Linked DNA regions of Mus musculus: region 1 is linked to region 2. A link is a contact called in public promoter capture Hi-C data. All regions are on one chromosome and are shown on one strand. The core of a region is the stretch at or near the end of the contact, and the rest is flanking DNA. Distances in the headings are between cores, read along the strand shown. Region 1 overlaps Dnmt3a (DNA methyltransferase 3A). Region 2 overlaps Dtnb (dystrobrevin, beta).

Evidence for each region. Capture Hi-C pulls out chosen DNA fragments and counts their contacts.
Region 1: a promoter capture Hi-C map of pancreatic islet shows a contact between it and region 2. The contact joins two enhancer-like sites. A contact is called at or near these places in 1 of 484 Hi-C or Micro-C datasets (nephron progenitors) and 3 of 9 other capture datasets (adipose tissue, liver and pancreatic islet).

Annotation. Positions count from the first base shown.
Region 1 is chr12:3,913,835-3,919,286 of GRCm38.p6, reverse strand. Dnmt3a (DNA methyltransferase 3A) reads right to left here. Exons shown (of 23, transcript NM_007872.4): 23 at 4,844-5,452. Among named protein-coding and RNA genes, the nearest start is that of Gm31623, 22 kb to the right of the region's middle. Within about 2 kb of position 1,441, at least 24 of the 459 cell types and tissues checked have an H3K27ac peak or open chromatin away from gene starts, as enhancers often do. A contact at or near this core is called in pancreatic islet, where this site is marked.
Region 2 is chr12:3,721,355-3,727,168 of GRCm38.p6, reverse strand. The region is part of intron 10 of Dtnb (dystrobrevin, beta); the gene reads right to left. Among named protein-coding and RNA genes, the nearest start is that of Dnmt3a, 83 kb to the left of the region's middle. Within about 2 kb of position 2,003, at least 12 of the 459 cell types and tissues checked have an H3K27ac peak or open chromatin away from gene starts, as enhancers often do. A contact at or near this core is called in pancreatic islet, where this site is marked.

The DNA of each region.
Region 1 (5,452 bases), core at 192-2,691, 190 kb before region 2:
AAGAGAGACAGAGACAGAGACACACAGAGAGAGACAGAGACAGAGACAGAGATCCTGCCTCTTTGCTTTCAATTTCTCACAAGCACATGCACATGCTTGTGAGCATGCACACACGCACACACAAACAGACTTTTGCCTTTATAAAAGCAAAGTCAGTTGAGTCCAACACTCAGGAGGCAGAGGCAGGCAGATCTGAGTCTACATAGTGAGCTCCTAGGACAACCCGGCCTATATAATGAGAGCCTGTCTCAAAAGAAACAAACACCTCGAGCTACTAGAGATTAATCAAGGATGGGCATGACGCCCTGGCACACTCTTTGTGTGAGTTCAGAGCAGGTCAGCCAGTTTTCAAAATGAAGTCTGAGGCTAAGGCTCATCAGGAGACGGTGCTTGTCTTAAATCTGATGACCTGAGTTTAGTCTCCAGGACCCATGTAATGGAAAGAGTTAACTGACTCCTGCAAGTTGTCAAACTGTCCTCTGACCTCCTCCTACCCACGTGCCACTCTAGAGCATGTGTGCATACCCAGTGTACACACAAATAAATTACACAAGTGATAAAGTAATGGAAGGTGAGGTAAACAGGCTGTGGATCCTTGGGTAGAGTGCTTAGCCCTAGTTTCTATGGGCACTGTGTAAAGAATGGTGCACTTCAGGCCTGCATCCCTCGCTAAGGAAGCAGAGGCAGAGAATCAGCAATTCAGGTTATTTTGCATTACATAACAACTCAGAGATCCTGTCTTACTAAGCAAAAACAAAAGCAAACTATAAAACATTAAAATTAAGCATTAAATTAATAAAAATAAGTTAGTAGCTAAAAGATTGGTATTATTATTTTTATTTATTTATTTTGGTTTTTTGAGACAGCGTTTCTCTGTGTAGCCCTGGCTGTCCTGGAACTCACTCTGTAGACCAGGCTGGCCTCGAACTCAGAAATCCGCCTGCCTCTGCCTCCCAAGTGCTGGGATTAAAGGCGTGCACCACCACCACCCAGAGGTATTAATATTTTTTAAATAAAGTTGAAATGGAAAATTTAATGATTATAAAATGAAAACGTAAACTAAGGCCAAGTGGGACCACGTGGTGTGGTTTCTCCAGCTGGTCCTGGGTTGGTGCTATTGTGCCGTCCCCTCCCCTTCCCTTATTCTCCTCTAAACTTGCAGAGCTCAGCCTCAGAGGCCACGGAGGCTCAAGACTCTCCATCACCAGCCAGCCAACCTTAACAGCAGGAAGCCCGGCTTGTCCCCAGGGCCTCTCATTCAAACCTTCCTGTGCATCTTATGTGCTCCCGGTTCGCTGCAGGGGCACAGAGCACTGCCTTGCTCTGTAGGTCCCTGCCTGTCCCTGCCACGTGACTTTGCAAGGGAGAAGCCAGAGGCTCTATTCTCACCAGGCGTGTCCCAGGAGATTCCAGAAGAGGGTGACAACCGTGACAGCTCCTCCAAGTGCTCTGGGCTGCCTGTCATTCTGCCTCTCACATTTCAGGCGTGACACTGTGTGGGTAGGAACAGGTGGGTCTTTAGTGTTCTTCCACACAGAAGTGTATGCTAAGAGTCTGGCAGGGAACTTTTGGTGGCTGCGAGGAAAGCCAGTCCGTGCAGGAAAGGCAGGGTTACCCTGACATCAGCTGAAAATGCAGAATCTAAAATGCGCAAAGGCCCAAAACTATGCCCAGCAACTCGACATCCGGGCATTTACCCTAAAACAAACGCTCCCAGGAACACATGTGGAGTGAGCATGCGCCCTTAGCCCTTAGAGTCCCTGCTGGATGCCTAGAGGCCGGAACGGTTAACTGATCAAGTTGTTGTGCAGCGCAGAAGGACCGTCCATGGCTGTAGTCTAACCTGGCGAATGCTTTAAGTAATAGTACAAAGTTGGCCAGTGCTCCTGCAGAAAACAGCAGTTTCCTCCCCTTTTAAAATGGTGTGTGTGTGTGTGTGTGTGTGTGTGTGTGTGTGTGATCTTCTCAGCCTTGCCTTTTTTCTTTTCTTTTTTTAAAACATTTATTTATTTAATGTATGTGAGTACACTGTCACACCAGAAGAAGGCATCGGATCCCATTCCAGATGGTTGTGAGCCACTATGTGGTTTCTGGGAATTGAACTCAGAACCTCTGGAAGAGCAGTCAGTGCTCTTATCCGCTGAGCCATCTCTCCAGCCCAGCCTTGCCTTTTCTTTTACTAGGAAAGGGTATTTATGGTTTCTGTTGTTATTGTTGTTTTGTCCTCTGGGGGGGGATTTTTGTGACAAGGTCTCACCAGTGTGGGTCCAGTGTAACCCAGTGTGGTCTCAAACTACACAGGGCCTGAACTATGGGTCCTCACGTCTCCACCTCCAGTGCACCTCTCTGGAAACATCTGCATAAAAGTTGATATATCACAGCTACAGCCTTAGCTCACTCCTTTCAGATGTTCTCAATCCCATTCATGTACTTTTGGTGGCCGCGAGGAAAGCCAGTCTGTGCAGGAAAGGCTGGGTTACCCTGACATTCTATATAACTTTTTCAGTGTGATTCTATATAACTTTTTATCATTTATCGTGTGTTTGTGTGTACATGCACACATGGATACACACAGGCCACTGAAGACATTTGGAGGTCAGAGGACCCTTGCAGAAGTTATTCTCCATTTGCACCATGTGACTTCTGGTGACCTAGTGCCACCAGGCTTGGCAGCAAGTACCTTTACCCACAGAGACATTTCACAGGCCCTAAGAAACTGTCTTTTAATGAGCATGGTTGCATATAGAGGGAGATAGTGGGCCTGAGAGATTTGATTTTCAGCTCTCTTCCTCTGTGTCTCAATGGTTTATTTCCTTGGGGATTAGGGTTGGGTTTTGTTTGTTTGGGTTGTGTGTGTGTGTTCTATCTATCTGTCTATCTATCTATCTATCTATCTATCTATCTATCTATCTATCTATCTAATCTATCTAATCTATCTATCTATCTATCTATCTATCTATCTATCTATCTACCTACCTACCTATCTATCTATCTATGGTATACTGTTGCCCAGGTTACAGCTCACCAGAGAGCCCACGTTGGATGGTTCTCAATGGCCTTTCCTGGGGGACCAAGCCAACCCTTCTGAGAAGAAGACCCAGCTACCCCTGGAAAAGAAAGGTGTCTGAATTGCAAGAGCCACATGCATGCTCACATATACCTCTGTCACAGCTTACTGAACCAGGCTGACCCTGTGATCCACTGTGAGCAGGCAGAGGTCACTGGAACCTGGCAAGGAGCCAGTGTGGAACCGATAGGGGCTACAAGTTGAACCTGAGGCTGGGAGACCAGGGTCAAAAATGAGGGAGCTAAGAAAGGGATAGGGCAACAGAGGGGCCAAGATTGGTACACCTATAGCTCCCCACGCTGACCTTCCTCCCAAGCCAGCAGTCCCCTGTCAGAGTCCCAGTCAAGAGGCCACTGAGGGGTAAGATTTATCCTTTCATTGCGCCCTGAAGCCAAGGCAAAATGGATCATTGTGGGTGATGCCTGGTGACTTGTGCTCGTCCATAACAGCCATTGTCTTACCTCACTGCAGCCCCAGGTCCAACATGCACATACCCAGAGGTTATACCAGAGCCCATGCCAGCTCTGCTGTGTGTACTTAGCCACCCTCTTGGTCAGCCCCTTGTTTCACCTCTTCTGTCCTATCTGTCAGCCTCACAGAACCTGAAGGTACAGCCCAGGTAGCAGACTGTGTGCATATACCACATGCCACCTCACTATGGGGGTTGCCACTCAACTGTCTATCTTGCTTCCACCAAACTCTTGTTTGACTCTGTCAGCCCTGGCTCTCTCCACCCCCACCCCGTCTTTGCTCCCCCAAACCCTATATTACCAAGTGACACCAAGAACCAATAGGTTTTTATTAATCAAATGGCAGGCAGCTCCTTGACTTGAGTAAGCTCTCCCAACCCTGGCTTGGATGGCCCTTAAATATTTAGGAATGGCTTTCAGAACCAAGAGTGTCTATACCAATCTCTCCCCCACCTCTTCATGTCTTCCCATCCTTCCTGAACCTTGGGGACAGTCTTGGAAGACGGAGGCTGGATCATCCCTGTCTGTATTCTTCCAGCAAAGAGGACTTGCAAAACGCCCCTGCTTTTCCTTAGTGTCTAGCTTCTCAAAAAATAAACAGCGCCCTTGGGCTGGGGAGACGGCTCAGTGGAAAAGCCTGCTTGCTGTGTTAAGTATAAAGACCTGAGTTCAATCCCAAGGACCTGTATCAAAAGCCAGGTGTGGTTGTGCACCTATAACCCTGGCACTGAGGACTGGGGGGCCTGGGGAGACAGCAAGAGACTGAAGTCTCATGGGTAGAGACAGGTGAAGTTGCTTTATCACACCCAAGGGAATGCTGTCTGAGTTCCAGACATGAATGTGCTGTGTCCTAATTTAAAGGTACGCACACTTTCCCACTGGGATTAACATGTGTGCTACAGGTTCTGTGTGGCTTGTCTTCTCTGTATTCCTCTGCAGTAGATTGGAGAAGAGGGCCTTTGAGGGCAGGGTTCTGTATGAGGTGGGTCTGAATTCTTTCTTGTGCCTGTGCCTGACAGCATGAGGCCCTGGATGCTGGACCCAGCTTTCAGAACAGTGAGCTAAGTGGGTGGCTTCCTTTCTAAGTTAACGAAGCCCCAGGGAACTTGAGATGCTGTAGAGAACAGGCTGAGACAAGGTGGGAACTGCTCACTAAGGGCCCAGACAGAAACTCTGAGCTGAAACCCGAAGCTTGCCTGCTGATCTCTTTGAAGGAATCAGGAAGAAACCAAACTGTCCACTGTGACTTTCTCCAACTGGTCTCATTTCTGGGAATCTATTTCAAGGGAAAAAAATACAAAAAAGGGGGAAGCCAAAACATAAAGATGTTTATTGAAGCTCTATTTATAGCGAAAATAAAATATATATAAACAAACATTCAACAAGAAAATGCCATGCAGCCATTTGAAAGTAAGATTCCACATCAACATTGAAAAACATCAAGAAAAAAAGTAGAGTAAAAGCCAAATACACATTTACAACCTTGTCAAAGAAAAAGCAAGAAAAAGTGCCCATGAGAAAACCTGTTTAGCCAAACTTTCCCAGTCTGCTCAAGGACCGCCACACGGTCTCTCCCTATCCAACCGTCCAGAAAGTTTGCTGGAAGAAACGGGTGGACAGTCCTTAGGAGTGGAACCCCAGCCAAGCCTGCTGGCTACTCCCGGAGATATGCAGGACAGACAGACCCCGCATACAGACGGCCCTTCTAGATAGGTATGGCAGAGACACGGTGGACAACTCCTCAGGCTGCAAGGCCCTGCCAGGCAGCCTATGCTCAGACCAGCAGTAGCCCTATTGGCCACTGATCCCAGCCCTTGGGTCACCTGTCAAGTGTTTGCAAATATCTCCTTTAAACGCAAGGTTCTTCCAGGATTCCCCCAGCCCCAGCTGCCTCTCTCCTTTGCTGACTTCTTCC
Region 2 (5,814 bases), core at 754-3,253:
CACTCAGGGAAGACATGGCAGCAGCTGTATTCACAGTACTAACACCCTCAGAGATCAGCAGGGAAAACCAGGTGGTCCCAACAAGAAACCAGAAGGCCATTCTCTGGCTCTGGAAGGCCCTTGGGTTCAGTGAAATGTTAGTGTTTTAATACAGCAGGAGAAATCTGGCCCCTGTCAGAGGGGCTGGCAACATCCTGGCACGTGTGTGTGTGTGTTTTTAATTATTAAAAAACAAGTACCCAGGGACTGGTGGTGACTCAGCAGCTAAGAGCGCCTGCTGCTTTTGCAGAGGACCCAGGTTCAGTTCCTAGCATCTATATGATGTCACAACCATCTATAACTCCAGTTCCAGAGAACCTGACACCATCTTCTGGCCTCTGTAGGGACCAGGCATGCAGGTGGTTTAATATAAGCAAGCAAAACACTCCTACATGTAAAATAAACTTTAAGAATCCAAACCAAAATAAAACAAACAAACAAACAACCCAGACCAAATATCCCGAATAACCTGTGACTTCAACAGAAAGCCTGTCTGGAAATGGGACAGGAGAGGGGCACACACAGAGCAGTGGTGTAGACCTGGGAAGGTAGTAGCTGCGATCACCGTGGGTCCCTCTATGGCAACATGAACACATTCATCAGTGTGTGGCCCACACAGTCATTTCAAATACTGAGACTCCAAGCTCTATAGGGCAAAAATGGCTATAGGTCTCATCCATGACACCATAAGCAGTCCTGTGGCCAAATCAAACTTCTTTTTTCCTGTCACCAAAGGAAAACAGTGTCAATGTGTCAATGGGGAGATGGGTTGGCAGAGTGTCTTGTTTGGACGATCTCTCTTGCTTTTTCTTAATATACTTTTATTTTGTGCAGGGAGAGTGGGTAAGATACATGTGCGTGTGTGTGTGTGTGTGTGTGTGTGTGTGTGTGTGTGTGTGTGTAAGCCAGAGGAAGATGTCTGGTTGTCTGCTCTATTATTCTCTGCCTTATTCCTTTGAGACGGGCTCTCCTTCAGCTGGTAGCCAGCAAGCTTAGTGACCTTCCTGTACGCACACAAGCCCCCAACAATGCTGGAGTTACAGGTACAGACACAACCACATGTGGATCTCTGACAAGACTGCTGGGGTCCTAACATAGGTCCTCATGGGTGCACAGCAAGAGTTATTACATGCCAAGCCACCTCCCCAACCCAGATTTTTCTTAAAGAACCCAAACATTCAGAAAGGCAAAGGAGTTAGAGAATAACAGTTCTTTGATTTGCTGCCTCTGGGCTCTCACTATAATATAAGGCAATGAGGGAAAAAGATGCTGTCCAAGGAGAACTCATGGAGAAAGATAAACGGACCAAATGACTGGTTGGGTCTTCTGCATTGGCCAGGCTACAGAGGGGACCCCTGAGGGCGAGGAGCTGTTATCCCAGTCGCTAAGTGACTTCTACCTCACACTGAACACAGCAAGCACATTCACAAATAAAAATCATAACAAAGCAAAAACAAAAACAAAACAAAAACTTTCTTTTCTGCACGTACCAGCCGTATGCAGCTGTTTTAAATGCTAATTAATTAAAATGAAATAAAAGTCATCTTCCATGTCATATTAACCACATTCCAAGTTGTTAAGAGCCACATGTGACTAGTGGCTGCCATACAGTGAGCATAAAGACTGAAGGATGGCTAGTGTGGGAATGATGTTATCACAAACCAGAGGGAACTTGCCACTGCAAGGTTCTTTTTAGGATGGCAACACCATCAGGCTTGAATTTCAGAAAGAAAAAAAAATCCCTCTGATTGGAAAGAAAATAACTAAATTGGGCTTGAGGTGAGGACAGAGGCTCCCTGAGAAGACAAGTGGGGCCCCAGCTCTGACTCTGAATATGTTTCACTAGATTAAGCAAGCTGCAATGTTTGAATAGCTTGCTATTAAAACCAGGAACATATCTCTGGGCAAGCACGGTAGGTCTAAGCTGGATAAGAGCGACTCAGCACCTCTATAGGACCTTCCTCTGCTGGGCAAGTCCCAGCACAGACGCCTGAGAGCAGCAGCCCAGAGGCAGCTGCTCAGGAACAGACAAGAGAAAAGGGCTACAATAAAATTGTGGGAAAGTGTGTGTGAGGGGGTGGGGGCTGGAAATGCAGCAGTTTGTAGAGCACTCACATGATATATGAGAAGTCCCGGGTTCATACCCTAGCACGGAATAAACTCAGCATGGGGGTGCATAGCTATAATCTCAGCACTTGGGTGGTAGAAGCTGGAAGGACAGAAGGTCAAATCATCCTTAGCTACACAGTTTGAGGCTAGCTTGGGTTACATGAGACTATCTCAAAAAACCAAACCAACCAATGAATAAAAAAGAAATGGGTGGCGAAAGAGGGAGGGGAGGAGGGAGGGAGGGAGGGAGGGAGGGAGGGAGGGAGGGAGGGAGGGAGGGAGAGAGAGAGAGAGAGAGAGAGAGAGAGAGAGAGCATACCTGTATTAGAGAAAGCAAAGACAAAATGCCTGGTAAGAGAGGGAGGAGTAAGGAGACAGTGTCTGTGTGTGTGTGTGTGTGTGTGTGTGTGTGTGTGTGTGTGTGTGTGTGTGTGTGTGTGTGTGTGTGTCGTCCATTGGAAGTCTGTTAGACCTTAGAATGTGCATGTCCTTTGCTGGTAGATGGAAGGACTAGGTATTAAGAATACTAGGGTGTCCCACAAGCACCTCTAACTCAGCATAAGCTTGCTGACTTCTTGTGCAAGTTTCCCTCCTGTGTTTGACCAAAATTATCTTAATGAAAGCCAGGAAGGAACCCAGAACATTATCTTTCCTCTTGCTCAGCTGACCAATATACAGAATCTCCAGAGCCTGCCATCCACGCCCACCATCCCAGAGGCTCTCAGTTTGGATTTAACAATGAGTAGAATTCCACACCAGTTTCTTCCACACTGCGAGGCCACAACCTGTTCAGTGATGTCGGCCTCAAGTCCAACCAGAGGAAGGACCTGTTACTATGTTGTCAGCTGCAACTTTTCAAATTTATGTTTAATATTTCTGTCTGAAAATATTAAAATTGTCAGTTTGTACCAGTGTGAGGTGGAATTAGTAAAAAGTCCACCTTAAATCTTAAATGGAAATGGAATCTAATCCCAACCCAGAAGAAGCTGAAAACTGGCAGACTGCCCAGGCCCAGGATGGCTCTGGGTATCTGCCAACACTGAGGGCCCTGCAGTTTCTTCTGATAATATGTTAATTTTTAATTACTATGCTTTTCTATCTTTCAAACGAAGACTGAAGAAAAAAACCTAGTTCCTGTGTCGACTTGGAGGGCTTTTCATGAAGAATGCAAACCAGCCCGTTGTTTTCCAAGACCCTCACTAATTCTCCCTTTACTTTCCTTTTTATTTTGTTTTTGTTTGTTTAAGACAGGGTTTCTCTGTGTAGCCCTGGCTGTCCTGAAACTCACTCTGTAGACCAGGCTGGCCTCAAACTCACAGAGATCTGCCTGCCCCTGCCTCCTAAGTGCTGGGATTAAAGGCATGTTTAAGGTTTGGTTTGGTTTGGTTTGGTTTTGCTTTGTTTTGTTTTTTGAGACTAGGTTTCCTGGAAAGACTGTAAAGCCTTGAGCTCCCAGCCCTCTGCCTTTGCCTCCTGAGTGCTGAGATTACAGGTGTGTTGTGTAGCACCATGTTAAGTCTAACTCAGACCTTAAAATGCATCATTTGGGGAAAAAAAAAAAACTTAAAATGCATAGTTTGGAGAGGAAAAAAAGAGTATATTATTTGGTGTCACCAAAAGACACTCAGACTTGATGTGGACCAATGGATTCAACCTGGATAGCCCCAACCTGGCACCTTCTACAGGAGGCAGAAAGGGCCTAGGAAAGAAAGGCCTGAGGGTACCTATAGGCAGGGAGTTACCTTATGGGAGAAAAAGTCTGGTAGCAGAAACAAGTCTTAGAAGGTGTGTCTGTATGTGTGTGTATGTGTATGTGTGCATACTATGAACATTACTATGTGTGGAATAGCAACCTTTATCACTTTTCTGTCCAAGGACCTTTCTTGACAATATGGCCTTATTGCTTTGATGTTGCAGATATCAAGGGCACTCCCTTGATGGGCAGTGACACATCTAGGCCCCAAGAAACCTTCCTTGGATGTTCCACAAATAACAGGGTAGAAAAGCATGGCCCCTAGAGGGCCGTGGCTCTGGTGTTCACAGGACTGCCTGTTCCAATGGTGTGTGTGTGTCTATCTGCCAACAGTAATAGGAAAAGTGTTGACAGCTATGAGAGAAGGAGGTAAGTGATAGGTAGTGTCCCGTGCCATGATCAGTGTGCATCCAGCCCTCCCTCTCTCCCACTGCCTGGGCGTTGTGGGTCTGTACCTATGACAGGGCCGAACACCTGAAATCTGCTGAGCGTTGTGGTTTAATGCCTGTGATCCTAGCACATGGAAGGCAGAGGCAGGAGACGGTGAGCTTGGAGGCTAACCTGGAATACAGTGGTCAAGGCTAGCAAGTGTGAGACCTGTGTCAATAAAACAAAAGAACAAGCAATAAAACCTGAAACGTAGGAAGCTGTATCTCATATATCAACCAAAGGGACAAAACAGAAGGATTCAGACTGACGACTTCTGTTGCTGTCGTCACATGAGGTTTCCATAGGACTGTGAGCACTGAAATAGTCACAATGAAAGCTAACATTTTAAAGACATTTGAAATAAAATACTAACTTTGCTCCCCACATCTATGTGGGTATAAATTAATGTAGAATAGGGCAAGAGCTGTACACCAGCTCAATCGACATTCTGAGCCTTGAGGAAAAAGTAGGCCAGGGAGGAATATATACAGTGAAGAGGAGGAGATTAAACTTCTTGTTGTTGTTGTTGTTGTTTTTTTAAGTTTTCAAAGTTTTTCAAACTGTTTTAAAATTGTTTAAATCTGTTATTCTAAAGAATACAAAGAAAACAAATTGAAAGAAGCTATTTAGTTGAAGGCAAAGACAAACTTTCTTTTTAGCTGTAGAAATAGCCAGAGATTTTTTAAAAAGTTGATTTATTGTGTTTCTTCGTGCATCTAAGTGTACATGTGTCTTGTGGGCATTTAAGAGCAACCGTGCAGAGCTGGAGAAATTGCTCAGTGGTTACTCCTCTAGAGGACCTGGGTTCAATTCCCAGCCCCCACATGGCAGCTCACACCTGTCTGTAACTCCAGTTTTGTGGGATGCAGGCACCAGGCATGCATGTGGTGCACATATCTGTGCATGCAGGCAAAAAATACTTATCCACAAAACAGAAAATAAATACATCTTTTTAAAAAAAAAAAAGAGCAAGTGTGTATGCAAGCTCATATGCATGTGTGCATTCATGTGCATGTGTGCTCTTGAGCAGAGGCCAGACAGTGCACCCAGAGTTCCCTAGCATACTCTACCTATCCCTTTGAGGCATGGGCTCTTCACTGAACCTGGAGTTTAGTTGTCTAAGCTAGCCTAGAAGCCAGCAAGCCCCACTGGTCCTTACATCTCCACACCTCAGTGTTTGAGGCTCGTTAAGGGGGTGCTGGGATCCAAAGCTCTGGTCCTCGTGATTTTTGAAGTAGGCATGTTTAACCACTGAGCTCTCCAGCTGCCCGACTTGGGGATATTACAAAGAGCAAATCCATTTAAAATAAACTTTCAGGAATATAATTTCTAGTATCTCAGAAAACAGCCAGAATCTTTTCCATTTAAAAACTCATCTATATCTTTTATTTTGGCGAATATAGCATTATTTTTGACAACTCTAGTCACAACCATTCATATATGCATTGTCAACTACCAAAGGTAGATAAGGCTGTAGCTCAGCT